Linked DNA regions of Mus musculus: region 1 is linked to region 2. The links are chromatin contacts, called in public promoter capture Hi-C maps. All regions are on one chromosome and are shown on one strand. The core of a region is the stretch at or near the end of the contact, and the rest is flanking DNA. Distances in the headings are between cores, read along the strand shown. Region 1 holds the start of H3c11 (H3 clustered histone 11). Region 2 holds the start of Zkscan3 (zinc finger with KRAB and SCAN domains 3).

What was found. Promoter capture Hi-C pulls out the DNA fragments that hold promoters and counts their contacts.
Region 1: a promoter capture Hi-C map of macrophages shows a contact between it and region 2, with 7 read pairs. The contact joins the promoter of H3c11 here to the promoter of Zkscan3 in region 2. A contact is called at or near these places in 12 of 39 promoter capture datasets (the 3T3-L1 cell line, cranial neural crest, embryonic stem cells and 7 more), 7 of 115 datasets of contacts at active chromatin or transcription factors (the 230-238 cell line, bone marrow-derived macrophages, embryonic stem cells and 2 more) and 2 of 9 other capture datasets (adipose tissue and liver).

The regions. Positions count from the first base shown.
Region 1 is chr13:21,781,990-21,786,317 of GRCm38.p6, reverse strand. H3c11 (H3 clustered histone 11) reads left to right here and starts at 2,921. Exons shown (of 1, transcript NM_178207.2): 1 at 2,921-3,403. The coding sequence starts at 2,948. The coding sequence ends at 3,358.
Region 2 is chr13:21,400,734-21,404,909 of GRCm38.p6, reverse strand. Zkscan3 (zinc finger with KRAB and SCAN domains 3) reads left to right here and starts at 2,155. Exons shown (of 6, transcript NM_001145778.2): 1 at 2,155-2,238.

The DNA.
Region 1 (4,328 bases), core at 1,672-4,171, 380 kb before region 2:
CCTATTTGGTCTAGCACAAAGGCAAACTCCAGCAAGCCTGGTCTGTCCAGGTTCTTGACCCGTGTGCAGCAACTGTCTTTCCTCATCAGTACCGAATGAGGCTCTTGAAAGGATAAAGAATGAATGTCCCCACATTACTGCTTTTTTAGAGTGGAGCCCTAGTTTCTACTTTTCCCTTTACTGAAGAATTCTGGCTTTAGTACCTATGTTTGGAAGCAAAGGAGAATCCAGGAGAGTAGAATGCCAGGGATTTCTTTCACAGGCCCAATCTCTTTCAGTATTTAACTCAGTCTCACCAAGAAGAATATTAGCAGGATTAAACATGCTCAAGGCAACCAAACCGGCCAAGTTTCAAACTACTTTATATAGGGGACTTAATGTTTAACCCCAAGTATATCACTTGGGTATAAGGATTAATTGAAGATGACACTGAACACAGGGATGGTGAAACACTTGACAGAAGTCTCCCTTTACAATGCCATGAAGAAAAATTTCCATTATTGTGCTCTGACCTACCAAAAATAATGCCCATCATTGAGGATTTTTGCTGGTTAGCCTCTCCTGTTACTAGTTTGTGTATTTACCTTCCCATGTATTTATTCTCCAGATCCTTAAAAGAGCCAGTAAACTTCATTTTTACGTTTTCTTGAGCTTGCTTGCTGCAAAGCTTTCTCTGTATATATTTTATAAATCATTCTCCCTGCTAAGATGCCATTTGTCAAGTCAATTTGCAGGTCCCAGGTACCAAGCTTAAAGTTAGATGAAGTTTCTTTTCTTTTCTTTCTTTTCTTTTCTTCTTTTTTCTTCCTGTTTTTATCTCTTTTCATTAAAAAGAGAATAGGACTCAAGTGTTTTGTGTTATAAAATTTCAAATAATGTGCACAGAGCCTGTGCTTTTCCCATAAGTAGAATGCTTTTTGGTTTTAAAGTAATTGTTGCAAGGAAAGCAGATTCTTGAGGCTTTTCTGCAGGATGCCAAGACCACTCACAACCTACAAGCCCCGGAGAATGGAGTCATTAACAGACAGCTTGGACACTTCACAATATACTTACAAAAACTATTAAAATTAAAGGTGGCATTACTTCCAAGAGTAACAAAAATGTTGACACATTTTAAAGGTAAATATCACTGACATTGCAAGAGAAGAATGGGAGAAAACTCATTTGCTCTAGAAGATAGTATAAGGTGTTTGGTAATTCTTTCCAAACAGCTAGAATCTCAAGAACCAAGCAACACCGTTGCCTTTAAAATGGGTTTTCTAGCAATAAAGTCATCTTTGGCCTCTGCATTGTGCCTCTTTTTTGTAAATGTAATGGAGAGAATGTCTGGGTGCAGTTGTTTTCCATGGGTAGAGAAAGAGGACAGGAGCCAGTTTTTTTTTTATCTCCTCCCTCTGCAAATAATAATAATAATAATAATAATAATAATAATAATAATGGAGCAACAACTCTGATTCTTGAATGATTTTGGAATGAAGAAAACAGGAATCACTTTTCAGCAGATATGTGGCAAGTCTGAGAAAAGCACAGGGGGAAGCAGCACAAAGATGGAGTTTGAATCTCTCCTTCCCAAATAATTACATATGGAAAAAAAAAACCAACCCATTTTGGCAAAGTGTGGGAGCTCAGGGGCACATCTAAGCTTCAACTACACTGATACACCTTTACCATTCTAATTCGCAGGCTGTTTAGCTTTTGTTATAAAGAAAGCACTTTGCACATCTGACATTGTCAGAAACATTTGTCTTCAGCCCTCTTAGGCTCTGAGTACATCAACCAAGCACAAAGACTACGCTGTGAGTGAAGGCAGGTTAGGCGCCTGACTCGTAAAGGATGACCTGTGGGTAGCTCCGAATGTGGGGTGGATAGAGCTATTTTCAAATGAGCGTCTTCAGCAGTTCTTTTTTCCTGATAATCTTGGTAAGGTTCTCTGGTAAACAGCAAGTAAATATTGCTTGTGCCTGATATTCCCAATTAGGCAAAAAGCCTGTTCATAAAACAACATGCTTACTGTCTGATCTTATTGCTTTTGTTTCTGGCAAATTTGACCACATTAAGTGGGGGAAAGGGCCTGGGTAAAAAAAACGGCACCAAGCACTCCCGAAAAGTCATGTGCTGAATATCACCAAGCCTGCCATCGTCTTCCTGGCTCAGCAGGATCATCAGATCACCCCTTGCTGAGTTACTCCAAAGGCTGCCTTAGTCTCCTAGAGCTGTATACATAGTGTGTGTGTGTTGGGCGGTGGGGTGGGGCTGCTATCTGTGAATTCCCAGCGTTCGCTTTTAACCTTGAATGGTGTAACTTTGTAACTTGTAAATAATGAATGCCAACCTGGGAATGCCCCTGTCCCCTACAGTGTTGCTGTAGAAGAGTAACAGAATCTCAAAGCCTTCTGGATCTCAAAGCCCTAGTAAGTTGCAGATACACTGATTTTGAATTTTTTTCGCGCCAAAATCGCAACCGCTGAAAGGCAGTATCAATTGCAACTTCTAAAAGTTTCCGGTCATAAAAGTGTTGCAAGCAGTTTTTGAGCGAAATCAAGTGTAAGAAGTGCTCATGACTCCAGGAATAACTTTTTTTTTTTTTTTTTTTTTGTTAATTTTCCTTTCAGATTTCTTTCCATTAAATTTCTGCCCCCAAATAACGGTGCTCTTGTTTAAATAAATAGCGAAGAGGTCTTTTGACCTCCAAAGCCAACATTATCTCGAGATGATAAATTCTGGGAGTTGCTAGAGTAATTGTTATGTAAAAAGATGAAATTTGTACGTTAAATATAAAATGTAGGCAACGTTTTTCCTTTCCTTACTCGGTTTAAACGCGGACCAATCCCCTGTCTGGAACTATGATGTCAGCAGTTTACTGTCCAATCCAAAAGGGTGGCTTGTTATATATATACTTGGGCTTTTCCATCTCAACACCACTTTATTCACTTTCTAGTGTACTGAGATGGCTCGTACTAAGCAGACCGCTCGCAAGTCCACCGGCGGCAAGGCCCCGCGCAAGCAGCTGGCCACCAAGGCCGCCCGCAAGAGCGCCCCGGCCACCGGCGGCGTGAAGAAGCCTCACCGCTACCGTCCCGGCACCGTGGCGCTGCGCGAGATCCGGCGCTACCAGAAGTCGACCGAGCTGCTGATCCGCAAGCTGCCGTTCCAGCGCCTGGTGCGCGAGATCGCGCAGGACTTCAAGACCGACCTGCGCTTCCAGAGCTCGGCTGTCATGGCTCTGCAGGAGGCCTGTGAGGCCTACCTCGTGGGTCTGTTTGAGGACACCAACCTGTGCGCCATCCACGCCAAGCGTGTCACCATCATGCCCAAGGACATCCAGCTGGCCCGTCGCATTCGCGGGGAGAGGGCGTAATTCCCCTACCTGTTAATAACAAAAGGCTCTTTTCAGAGCCCCCTCCTTTGTCACCAAAAAGCGGCTGTTTACCTACCTCAGGTCCAACATCTATCATGTTTTCCAGTATCTGAGCATATGTGCTACATCCTCCTAAGGTGTTCAAATATAGGTGAGGTTAGTTTACAATCTAGAGGCATGTGCCTTTGAAACAACCTGACTTCAAGGTGGCAGTCAACTAAAATGTGTGGAAGTTAGCTCCTACAGCAAATCTGTAGATTCATGCTTTCTGGATACTATATAGTGCTACTGGTTAATGCAAAATCCCCAGGCGTGTTCCCTAAGTCTGCAAATTGCTTTCATAAGGAACATTACTTGATTAGTGTGTTTATTTGGGGGGGGGGGCAAGGTTTGGAATTTGGCAATCTTGAACCCTTTTAAGTGCTAACATTGGCCCTTTGTAATTAGCTTCATGCTGTGACAAGTTTGAGTCAATATGTCTGACGTACGTGGTTTTCTTTTAACCATATATGGCTTGCCGGTTTTGTACACCATTCCCAGAGTATGTGTAACAAATATGTTGGATTCTTTAGCAGCCTTGCCAGCCTCTGTACTGTTAAGACAGCCTCCTTTATTTTATTTATTTATAGATAAGGACTCAAAAGTAGCCCAGTGCTCAACGTTGGACTTGCTTGAATATGTAGCACGGAAAACCTTGTAATCCTAATCTTGCTTCAGTTATAATCGATAGGATTATAGGTGTGCCCCAATAAATTATGCTTAAGAAAGATTGCTATTGTCCAAAACAAAACAAAGCAAAACCCCAGACTGTGTTTCTTTGGAAAACAAAGTAATAAAATTATTTGTGATTTATTAATGCCCTTTATTAAACTAGTACAAATCTTGTACATCTTTCCTCACCCAAAGCAAAACTGACTTCTATTTCTACTATAGTAAACTTTAATTTTTCTTTTTTCTTTCTTTCTTCCTT
Region 2 (4,176 bases), core at 906-3,405:
AGATAGATAGAATTTTTCAGCTGTAAAGAAAAAGTTATATCAAAAGTTATAGGAGATGAATATAATTGGTGATAATCGTACTAAGCAAATGAATTCACATTCAGAAAGACAAATATTGCATGCTTTCATTTGTAGTTCCTAGATTTCATATAGATAAATAAGACCACGCGTACTTATGACACAAAAATAGAAGCAATGCTGTCTATAGTAGTGCTTTCAACCTGTGGGTCATGACCTCTTTGGGACCTCTTTCACCAAGTTCACATATCAGATATACTACATATCACATATTTATATTATGATTCATAACATCTAAGTTACAGCTATGAAGTAGCAATGAGAATAATTCTGTGGCTGGGATCACCACAACATGATGTCTCTTTGTGTGTGTGAACCACTGGGTTTAATTGTGTTTACTTGCATGACCATGAGTGGGGCTGTTTTGTTTTGTGAGGATGGCTCTCACCCTGTAATCCAGAACTCCAAGCTGGCCTGGAACTTGGAGCTGTAACTTGAAGTGGCTCTTCCTCCTCAGCTTCCCACATGCTGGGATCATAGGAATGAGCCAATTTCTCTGGCTTTCAACTATCTATCCTTAATAAATAAAGCCTTTCTGTTTCTGTTGAGGTCTCTTTTATATTTTCTTGCTACTGTAATGATTATCTTTTAAGGTGATGTTTTCTTATTTGTGTTTGTTATAAAAATGTAACTATCAATATCAATTTTGAAATTTTAGTAGCTTTGCTAAATTTGCTAATTATAAGTTGAAGATTAAATTATCTTGGCTTTTTCTATAAAGGGCATTCAGAATGGTCCTGAAAACTGTTATATGTTGCCGGGCGTGGTGGCGCATGACTTTAATCCCAGCACTCTGGAAGCAGAGGCAGGCAGATTTCTGAGTTTGAGGCCAGCCTGGTGTACAGAGTGAGTTCCAGGACATCCAGAGCTACACAGAGAAACCCTGTCTCGGAAAACAAAAACAAAAACAAAAACAAAAATACTGTTATATATTTATAATTAATAGTTTAATTTCCTCTCACTTTTATTTTCCCTTTTCATGCAGTTTCTAAACAAACATTTTCTTATGCATTTCCCTAGGGCTTCTTTATGACGATAGAGAACATATAATTTTCCTTTTTCTTGACATCACAGAGATTTCAGGAAGGCTATATAGGAGCTCATTCTTTTGCTATCTTCCCTTAGTTGTCCTTGGAAAAAACAAATTTTGAAAGTCTCTTGGTGCTAGAGTCATCTTTCCTGGATAATGTAGCTACCACCTGTGATCCAAGATGCTTTTCTTTATAAAGAATAGAGACCATCACTAAAAACCCAATTGGATACAGAACAAAGACTGACAGATCATGGTGGTCCCAACCCCAACAGATACATCCACATCATGTCTCCTGCATCTATGGCTCAGAGGACATGGAGGAAGAGGAGGCAAAAAAAAAATTGTAAGAAATCTAGGATGTCAGCTGTGAAACAGCCTCCAAGAAATGGCTGCATACACAAGACTGAAACAATTGCAGTATCAATAGACAATATCAATATCAATGGAAGGGGGTAAAATTTCACAGGGTGCCACCCCAAACCAAAGAACTACTGGCAACTATTGACTGCTGGGAAATGGAGAATTAGTCTCTCCCTAAGATGAGCCCTCTTATTAGCTGTCCAATGCAGTCTTGAAACCTTGAAATCATATGCACACAAATAACATATAAAAACAAAAACTTAGCCAGTGGAATATGTACATATATAGATACAGATATCTCTATATCTGTATAGATATAGATATATACTTGTTCATGCACATACATATATACAACATATATACATATACACAAACACACATGAATGTAGCAATAACAAAGAAAAGAGGCTATCAGCTTGAGAGTGAGAGGGTAGGAGAAAAGACTAGGGGGAGGAAGGAAAGTGATGTAATTCTACTTCAGTTAAAATTTTTTTCTTTTTAAAAGTCTTTTTACGAGGCAACCAAGAGGACGGAAAAAACTGGAGGAAGTAAAGGGAGGAGAGAAAATGTTGCATTGCTACTTCAGCTAAAAGAATTTCTTTTTAAAAGTCTTTTTACGAAGCAACCACTAAGAGGAGGGAGAAGGGGGGGATCATAGAGTGTCGCTGGTGCCTAGAGAAGCCGGAAGTGCTCTGTGCCCCGCCCCCCGGGGTCGGACTTTCGACACTTTTGTGACTGCGGGGTGCTACGAGGTGCTGCGTTCGCGGGTGGGTTTGGGTCCCGTCCTGTTACCGTCCTCCCGCAGGGGTCGGCTGCTTGTGGGGGTTGGGGGTGGGACAAAACATCTTCCTCCGCGGCCTAGTGGCGCCGAGAAGATAAACTCGGTGGCCACTTGGGCCGAGCGCCCGACAGGGCCTCGGGCGCCTCGCCTCAGGCCGGTTCCGGGTGTCTGGTCAGTCTCAGGGCGTTTGGCGATGGGATTCTCGGGTCTTGTACTTAAGCTTTGAAAATGGGAGACGTCACAGTTTTGCTTTTCCTGGAGACAAGGTCAGTTCCAAGGTCTTTATTCTGGGGTACTGGAAGAGAGCCAGAACTTTGGAATCGGGTTGCTTGGTCGAATCTGGCCTCAGCTCCTTTGTGACTTCTCCCCCCAGTCCCTTAACCTTTCTGTGTTTTGCTATTTTAGGGGATAATGATGTCGCCTAACTTACTGGATTGTTGTGAGGAATAAATGGCTTCATTTGTGCAAAGGTGCTTAAAATAGTACCAGGCACGGGGTAATCTGCACAGTGTAAAGATAGCTGTTATTATTCCTGTTGCTTTTCCTAACTAGGACAGCACTTTCTCTTCATCGATCAGCCTTGGTACTGGCTGTTGTCTTTTGAATGTTAGTACTATTTATCAGTTCTCTTTATAATGAATGATTTCTGTATTTTAGGAGGGAAAATAGAACATTCTGGAAAAGAGCCTATCCCACAGCAAAGAGTAAAAGTGGTTTGTGTAGTGTCTTGTAATGGTCAGGCTCACAGAGGTTTAAAATCCTGGGGATGCCTTTTTTTTTTTTTTTTTTTTTTTTTGGTGGGAGGAGGAGCTTGAGAAACAGGAGGAGCGTCTAACCGCGAAGGATTAGGACCCTGTTGTAAGCAGACATTGCTGCCGACCTGCCAGCTTTCTGACCCTCAGCGAGATTCCTCTCCAGTGTGAGAACCACACGGACGGCTGATAGTTAGAAGTGATGATAGGTAGATTGGCGATAGATTAGAGATAAGTCGATCTGATCCTGAGTTCCCACTAACACCCTTTGTTCTTTTTGCAGGTTTTTAAAGCTAATATTGACCATACACAGTTTGCCATGGTCATTGAGTTGATGCCTCTTGTGGTCTTTGAAAGTCCTTTCATCTTCCTTCTTTTTCTTAAGGAATTGGATCTTTAACCTCCTGAGGGTATACAGGGATCCCTGAAGCATTCTTTTCTCTATTTGTAACTTAACAAAAAACAAAAACAAAAACAAAACCCTTGTCTTTGGTTTACTTATTTGGCAAACGCCTGTGTTGGTAAACAGTCTTCTGATCCTGTACCTTTGTACTCTGCCCAGCTGGTGAGACTCCAGATAGGCAAGCTGACAAAACGTGAGTGTGTGAAGCCGTTATTAAGAATGTATCAGTGTTCATTTTTCTAGCCTCAGCTCTACTCTTCTTCCTTGATCCCAACAAAATGCTTTGGCCTGTACTCAGGAAAGAAAGAAGATAAGGTTTTGTTTACTATTTAAAATGACATTAGTAAAGATTTGAATGTGAATCAGAGAGAAACTCCATCTCACCTGCAGTAGTAGGCCCACCATTCAGCCATAAATCTTATAGTCCTCTTCAGTCATGCTTTTCCTGCCTTTCCCCCATCCGTCCTTACCAGCCTCCCTTTTCCTTCCTTTTCCTGCTCTCCTTCCCCTGTCTTTCTTTCATTCTTTTTACAGCTAACTAGAGGCCAAGACAACAGATCCCTTCATCTGCAGGTACAGCAATGTGCTATAAAGTAGGAGCTTTAATTTAGACATACTATCATGAACAGAATTGATAGTAATTCCTTAATATTGCATTCATGCTTTCCTGATTGACCCAAAAGTATCTTTTTACAGTTAGAGCATACTATATTTAAACTACATAGTACGTATAGAATTGCTGTCCCTTGTAATCTATGATAGTCCACCT